Regions from separate parts of the Mus musculus genome. Here region 1 is linked to region 2. The links are chromatin contacts, called in public promoter capture Hi-C maps. All regions are on one chromosome and are shown on one strand. The core of a region is the stretch at or near the end of the contact, and the rest is flanking DNA. Distances in the headings are between cores, read along the strand shown. Region 1 has its middle 240 kb from the start of Gm25204. Region 2 holds the start of Grid1 (glutamate receptor, ionotropic, delta 1).

Region 1 (3,714 bases), core at 1,046-3,545, 1.7 Mb after region 2:
AGATATAAAAATAATGGGAAGAGACACAGAAGCAGGATAGGTCATATGAACAGAACCAGGTCTCCAGATACTGTGATGTTAACCTGGTCATCTCTACTGGGTTAAAAGATGTCCAGTGAAGCACATTTCTGGTCTGACCTGAATGCAGACAATGTCATCCAAAGAGGTAGTGAGCAACAGCAGATTACATTAAGTAAATGTGGAAAGAGCGAAAGCCAGCTAGAGTCTGCCTGTTCCATTGTTCCCAGAAACTATGTCCATGGCTGTCATTAACACTTATAAACCTCAAAGTCCAACTTCTTCTTCACCTTTTCAACATAGATTTATAGCAGTGACTCTTCAGTGGGCTTCCAGGACTTCACACTGACCACTAACTTGGTACACTTTTATATACTAAATTTTGTATGACTTTTCTTTTGTAGATGTAAATAAATGTTTACTGCAGGTAAAGAGGATGCTCACAAACCAAAGGCAGGATTCTGTCCAAGTCCAGCTTAGTGAACAATTAATTTTGGAGAGCATTAATGTCAAGAGCAGGAGAGACTGGAGATAAGCTGTATCATTACTCTATGTCCGAGGAAGCTTATGTGCAGTGACACCACTGGGAAATCCCATCAGCAACATGGGATTGCATAAAAAGAAATTCACCACTGAAGAATCTCCTCTCAGTAATTTGCAGCCTCTCTGCAATAGACACTCTTAACCTGGATGCCTAAGACTCATAGTTCTCCATATCTCAAAGCAGATCCCTAGCAGTCCCCTTCCTGAGTAGCTCCTTTGTTGTTCAAAGATTTTCAATTCTAGGCTAGCCAGAGCACAAGAATATGAAAATGCTCAAGAATATCCACACGAGATGACCTAATTTCAAAATACTACCATCATTTACAGAGGTTTGCTGGGATGTAGGGACCCACTTTACTTAGAAATAGACTTGACCAAGCTTAACCTCAAGTTATGCCATGTGACCTTGATTGAGGGGCAGCAAATGATCAGGTGGTGGCACACGCCTTTAATCCCAGCACTCGGGAGGCAGAGGCAGACGGATTTCTGAGTTTGTGGCCAGCCTGGTCTACAAAGTGAGTTCCAGGACAGCCAGGGCAACACAGAGAAACCCTGTCTCAAAAAACAAACAAACAAACAAAACAAAACAAAACAGGTTTATAGGTTAGAAAGACGGGTTTCTCACTGTCTCTCATAGGTCAGTAGCCATCACGTTTCTCTGCCTCCAACACCTCATAAAACTACTCCTGATTTCATCTATAATGTGCCACTGGTAGAACTCAGAGACCATTGAGTTCTGCTGAAAAACAATCTCTTGTGCAAAAGAATTGGCACAGGAGGTGGATGTGCCTCAGGCTGTCCTGAAGGCAGGAAAAGAAAATTGTCTTTATACATTCCAAGGGACACAACTTGAGAAGGACTCTTTGTAGGTTTCTGATTTCCTTTAACCTTGTTGCTGTATCCACTCCACTCCAGCCAACCATTCCCATGTATCTGGCTCCTGTCTCTTCCTAAACTCTTTGATTTTACATAGAAATATGGGTAGACTTTTTATTTAACTCGAATATATCTTTGGGGAGATATGTCCAACCCCCAAAGTATGAGATGGCCTGACCCCATTTCCCATTAACCTAAAAGATTTTTATGGCACTCTCTTCCATTACTCAGTCTTCCCTTATGAAGATTATATAAAGATGAACATCATCATCTTTGTCTCTTCACACAGTCTTGACCCAAGCTTTTCAAGGTAACCTAATTTCTAACAATTGCTAATGGAAATTACAATGAAATCTGAATGAAAACAATGGCTGATCATAGAAGCCCTACCACAGGCAGAGCACTCTGGTAATCCCATACATTTGTTCTTGTTTTGTAATCTGCACAATAGCTGCAAGATATTGCTGTTATCACTCCCACTTTGCATGGAAGGAGTTCACTTAACATCACAAATAACAGGCAGAGCCTATAATTGTTCTCAGCCTAACCATTCTGAGAGAGTCAAGGCTCATTCCCCTCAGAGCTCTTCTGTGGTCCAAAAGCATCCAACTCACCCAGGTTGGAGTTCAGGCCTAGTACTCCCTCTCCTGTCATTCAAAGACATCAGCCCCTTCACAGGGGAAGGTGACATTTGCTACTAGAGAGCTGTGTGTTGTGTGCAGTGAAGCACATTCCTTATCATTATTTTTTTGAGCCAGGTTTTTTTTTTCCCATTTTTAATTATAGACTAGAGGGACTGTGTGTTCCATGAACAATCATCTTACTGACATGTCATTCTGAAGCTTGGCTTCCTTCACCCTGACACATGCTGGTTATGAAATACACCATCGAATAGAGTCATAATGAAGTGAGGCTGGGGAAAGATTAAATTGGAATCTGAACTAATGCCAGCTAAGAGACCCTACCTCCATTTTATTATTATTATTACATTTAATAAACAATCATTCATGCTCCTAGGAAAGGGAGACAATCAAAAACACCGCAGGGGACCCATAAAGGAAATGCTTTAAACCTTGAATAAAAGCATGTTTGTTCAAACCCAGAGCTGGTCTTTTCTTTTATTATTCAAAATTAATGCCGTGGATTCTTGAGAACATAGAGGCTCTGATAGACATAAAGGTGGAACTTGAGTTTTCAGGGAGGAGGTCCAGGCACTCCTCTCCTCTCCTCCTGCTAGAACAGACTTCCTGGTTCCAAGGACAGAATCTGCTTCCGTGCAACATGACTACCACCTGATGGGATAAGGAAACTACTCTGTCTTCTAAGGACTTTAAAATACTCTGATCCCCTATGAGGAAAGTGAGCAAATCCATCCAGAACTAAAGAGATTAGCTATATGCATGAGCACCTCAAAGAATAGATGTCACCCCAACTTAAAAAAGGTAGAAATAGGCTTAAACATCAAAGCAAAGTGTAGTCGAAGGTTAAGCTATTGTTGTTAAACTATTAATATGTCTGAGGAAATTATACATGTGGGAAGACATTTATCTCTATGGAACATAGATAAAAAAGACACCGTGAGCCATAATGTACTGATATGTTGCATTTTATCTAGCACAAAGAGAGATGGGACCCAGCTCAGGAGCACCTAGAAATTGCTTCATCTGAGAGCCCTACCCAGACTAGCCCATGCTAGAATTGTACTTGCTTTTAGACAGTGCTGAGGATTGAGCCCAGGGCCTTGCACATATTAAAGAAATACAGTGTCAGAGAACTACATCTCCAGCTTCAAGCACTACATCTTCCCATCCCTATCTGGGGGGTGCCGATACTCAGCAAGATTCTGCACTGAACCAGAATGATCTGAAGAGATTTTATGATGTGGCTACGTACAAAGCTCTGGGCTGTATGTAAAATCCTCATGGAGTGACAATATTGCCTTCCTTCCCAGAAATGAAGGTAGGTGAGAATGAGAACTGGTATAAACAGGGAAGGGTAGAGCCCACAAGGATGGCTTAGCTGGAAAAGAGCCTACAGCCAAGCCTGAGTTCACTCTCCTGGATCCACATGATTGAAGGTGAGAACTAAGTCTGTAAGTTGGCCGGCTGCCCTTTAACATCCATATATATATATGCCATGCATGTATATGACTACAGGTGTTCATGAATGTACTTGTACACATACAAAGTGAATGACTAAAAATGTAGAAAAATAAAGTACTCCCTAAAATAAAGCAAGAGAGGGAAAAATGAAATGGAACATTATAAAAATGTAAAC
Region 2 (3,743 bases), core at 895-3,394:
ATGTGACCTGCAGGTCTCAAACTATAGTGACTCCATCATCCAGGATTGAACCGTGTGCCTGTGTTCACACTTCCTTACTGTCTTCCCACCATGGAGTCAGTCCCCACAGGAGGAGCTACATTGTTAAATCCTGAAGCTGATGAGACTTTAGTTCCCACTTCCCTACAACTTTTCAGCTAGGGAATGCTGCAACTTCGCAGGGCTGAAAAACTGGAGAGGCGGGGATTTTGGATCAGCTGGATAGGCACTTCCCCCCTCCTACCGCAGGGTCCTGTGGTGGTACCTTTCTTGAAAAGGTAAGTTGTGTAGGGCCGCACTTAGTCCTGCAGCCCAGCCTCCCTCCCACCCACGGGAGGGAGGCTTTTTCTCTCTTCCGCGCTCACCATGTCCCCTCATCATAGAACAGTGCTCTTTGATGTCGCATAGCCCCATTACCCCTCTGGTCAGCTGAGACACTGCCTAACAACAGCTTCCAGGACCCTTCTGGCCTCTCTGCACAGACTCCTCGCCAACCCTTTAAAAGCTGAATTTGCCAGTGACAACTCAGTGGCTGGCAGCTTCACACACACACAAATGCACGTTCCCCACACAGTTCTTTCTTCTCTTCCTGTTTTGGCTCACTAGCAGCACCAAATGCCTGCAAGCTTCTCCTCCCTAAGTAGCCTTTGGAAACTATCTTCTTCTTTCAGAATCCATAGCTGCCTTTCTCCCTTAGGCTGGGCCAGAGCCCAGGCCCAAAGCTCCTCAACTGTCCTCTCCACATTTTTTAATGACCTGTATGGCCGTCTACCTTTCCTACGGTGCTGGGAGCTCTAGGCAAAGCTGAGCCTATCTTGGTTCTTTGAACCCAGTGCTCATCCTGGCGCCCAGTTCTGCCAGACTCAGCTGGACCCGGTTTCCGAAGGAATCAGAATCCTGGAGGGCTCAACTGTTTCCCTGAAATCTTAGGTGTGTTAAGTGGAGCCTCGTCCAACTAGGACCTGGGTGAGAGAATTGAGACCGGATTGCGACCTCGCCCCCCCCCCCCCATCTCTCAGCAGCTTCACGGGGGTGGTCAGCCAGAGTCAGGGAACCCGGAGGCGGCGGGAGCCCCGCTCTGCTTCCGCGGCTGGGAGCGAGCTTTCCTCCCGGGCTCGCTCTAGAAGGCTTCGTACAGGTCGCTGTCTGAGAGCGCCGGCCGCTTGGAAGGCTCCTCACGTCCAGGCGCCGCGGTCACGGCTGCGCCGGTTTCCGGCCATGAATTGGGCTTCAGAGTCTGAGCCTCCTGCCCGACTCCGGGCTCAGTGCACCGCCCCGGGGGCGGGGGATGGACGCCCGCCGAAATCTACCCGGACAGCCAGGGTTCGAGCCCGCCGCCCGCCCGCTAAGCATCCCGATGCCTCCTGGCTCGGTGCCCCGGTCTGTAGTCTCTTTGCAGGCTGCATGAGTCGGGGGTCGGGTTCCGAGACCCCCTGATCCGTTCTGGTCAGGGACAGGACTGCAAAATCTCGGCTGAAGTCCCCCAGCGCCAGCGAGTTCCGAGTTCCCCCTCCCCGAGGGTAGTCGATGGCTGTGCCTACTCCGTTTCTCCAGCGAACCCAGAGGCCGGGCCCACACGGCCAAGCCTAGGCTCGCCGCAGACAGACCAAGTCCCCACCGTGGTGCCGTCCTCGTAGCATCCCCCGGCCGGGAGCGCGGAGCACCGGGCGCCCCCTCCGAGCGGGCGAGCGGCGCGCGGCTAGGCTAAGGCTCCGCAGTCACGTGGTGGAGAGGAGGGCGGAGGGGAGGGAGGCGGGCGGGAGGGGAGGGGGAGCGCCGCCGAGGGGGAGGGGGAGGGGAGGGGGCGTCCTCCGCAGTTCGCTCCTCGCCTGGGCTCAGACACATAGCCAGCCCGGAGCCGCCGCGCGGGCCGGGCCGCCGCCGCCTCTGCCTCTGCCGCCCCCAGAGCCGCTCGAGCCGCTGGAAGCGCCGCCGCCACAGCCGCGGGCCGCCCCCGCCGCGCCGGCCTGGGCTCGGGCTGCGAGCGCCGCCGCAACCGCAACCAGAGCCGGCGCGGGAGCCCGAGAGCGCTGGGCTGGGCTGGGCTGGGTTGGGGCGGGCGCAGGGCGCAGGGGCGGGAGCGCGGGGGAAGACGCACGGGCGGGCTCGGCTCTCCCGGGGAGCGGCCCGGGACTGCACCGGGACCGGCGCCTCCCCGCTCCGCGCTGCCCTCGGCCTCGCCCCGGGCCCGGGCGGATGAGCCGCGCGCCGGGGGGACATGGAAGCGTTGACGCTGTGGCTTCTTCCCTGGATATGCCAGTGCGTTACGGTGCGGGCCGACTCCATCATCCACATCGGTGAGCTGGGAGAGCAGACGGACCGAGGCTGGGCGGGGGCCACCTAATAGAGCCGATGATGCGCGGAGTCCAAACTTAGCGGCTCCCCGGGCCGAGGGGCTCGGCAGTCGGTGTTCCCCCGAAGGCCCGCGCCGCCCCGCGGAGGAGCTGTGCTCTGGCCGCTCGGCGCTCCTGCGGGCACCTCGCTACTCCCCGGGGCTCCTGTCAGTGCGCGGGGCCCCGCGGCCTCTGCCGACACTTAGGGCCGCGGCTGCGGGGAACCTGGGATAGACCCTTGTCGAGATGCGTGCCCCTGGCGGGGCTGTCCGCGGGCTGGACCCCTCGTCACAGCTTGAACATTGGGGCCAGGGTCGGATAGGGCTCGGGGCTAGCTAAGTTGGCAGGGCAAGATCAAAGAGGCCAAAGCGGAACCATGTGTGTCTGTGGATGGGTGCTGTCAGCGTGCCAGTGTGTATGCACCTGGCACGGGGTTGGTGTCACTGTGAGAGGGCGTTGGGGTGTGTGGGGCCATCTGAGCTTCTCAGTGCGACTGTCGCGTTCTGTCAGCCTGTTAGAGTGGACACAGTGCTTGCCCGTTTCTCGGTGTGTGTCTGTGTAGCTCTCGGTGTGTGTGTGTGTGTGTGTGTGTGTGTATCTGGTTGTGGCAACTGCAGCCCAATCCTGGACAGTCCTAGAGTTTCTGCCTGATATAAGTCTTGGGGCCAGCGTACAGTGTGGATGGTAGGGGTGAACGGAAGGAGCATGGATAGTGGGGTGGGGGGCGCTGGATGGAGAGGAAGAAGAGGAAAAGCAGAGGAAGGGGAGACCGGAGGAGGGGTAGTGATCAGGAGTTTGGAGCAGAATGGCTGGGATCTCGAGAAGTTGGGCCCGGTTGGGGGACTAACAGCGGTCGCTTATGGGGGAGCCCCTCTGCAGTCGCCTTTCCGGAAGTTGGGAAAGACCAGCTAACACGGATAAACTGGGGGTTGGGAGGTGTGAGGAAACGTGGCTGATGTTACCCGCGGAGCAGAAGGTGGAGGGGATGACAGGGACAGAGTCTCTACTCCAAGGGCTGCGGCCTCCCCTCTGGTGCCGGTGCCGGGCCAAGATCCAAACGTGCTTCCCGCCCAGGAGCCAGAGTGGGTCTCGCGGTCAGCATTGCGGCTCCAGTATAGTGAGGAATTCGGGAGCCGAGTCCTTTTCCTACCCAGCTCTCGGCTCCAGGGCAATTAGAAGGCCAAGCAATAGGACCTTGGCAATGACCCTCGGCGCCTGGTAAAGGGGCTGTGGGGGGTCAGTGAGGACCCCAGAGCAGCAGTCCAACTGATCTCCGCTATAGGGGCAGGGTCAGGGAAGCTGTGTGCCTAGTGAAAGCGTCAGGTCTGCCAGAGCTCCGGATGAGCTGTTCCTGCTTCTAGAAGGGCCATTCAAGAGTGGTTTCTTCTGGGA

Evidence for each region. Promoter capture Hi-C pulls out the DNA fragments that hold promoters and counts their contacts.
Region 1: a promoter capture Hi-C map of hippocampal neurons shows a contact between it and region 2, with 16 times the contacts expected there. The contact joins the enhancer-like site here to the promoter of Grid1 in region 2. A contact is called at or near these places in 8 of 39 promoter capture datasets (the 3T3-L1 cell line, cranial neural crest, hippocampal neurons and 3 more), 1 of 484 Hi-C or Micro-C datasets (cerebral cortex) and 2 of 115 datasets of contacts at active chromatin or transcription factors (astrocytes and stem cell-derived neural progenitor cells).

What each region holds. Positions count from the first base shown.
Region 1 is chr14:36,529,581-36,533,294 of GRCm38.p6, forward strand. No RefSeq gene overlaps it. Among named protein-coding and RNA genes, the nearest start is that of Gm25204, 240 kb to the right of the region's middle. Within about 2 kb of position 2,296, at least 1 of the 459 cell types and tissues checked has an H3K27ac peak or open chromatin away from gene starts, as enhancers often do. A contact at or near this core is called in hippocampal neurons, where this site is marked.
Region 2 is chr14:34,817,992-34,821,734 of GRCm38.p6, forward strand. It overlaps Grid1 (glutamate receptor, ionotropic, delta 1), which reads left to right and starts at 2,145. Exons shown (of 16, transcript NM_008166.2): 1 at 2,145-2,315. The coding sequence starts at 2,237.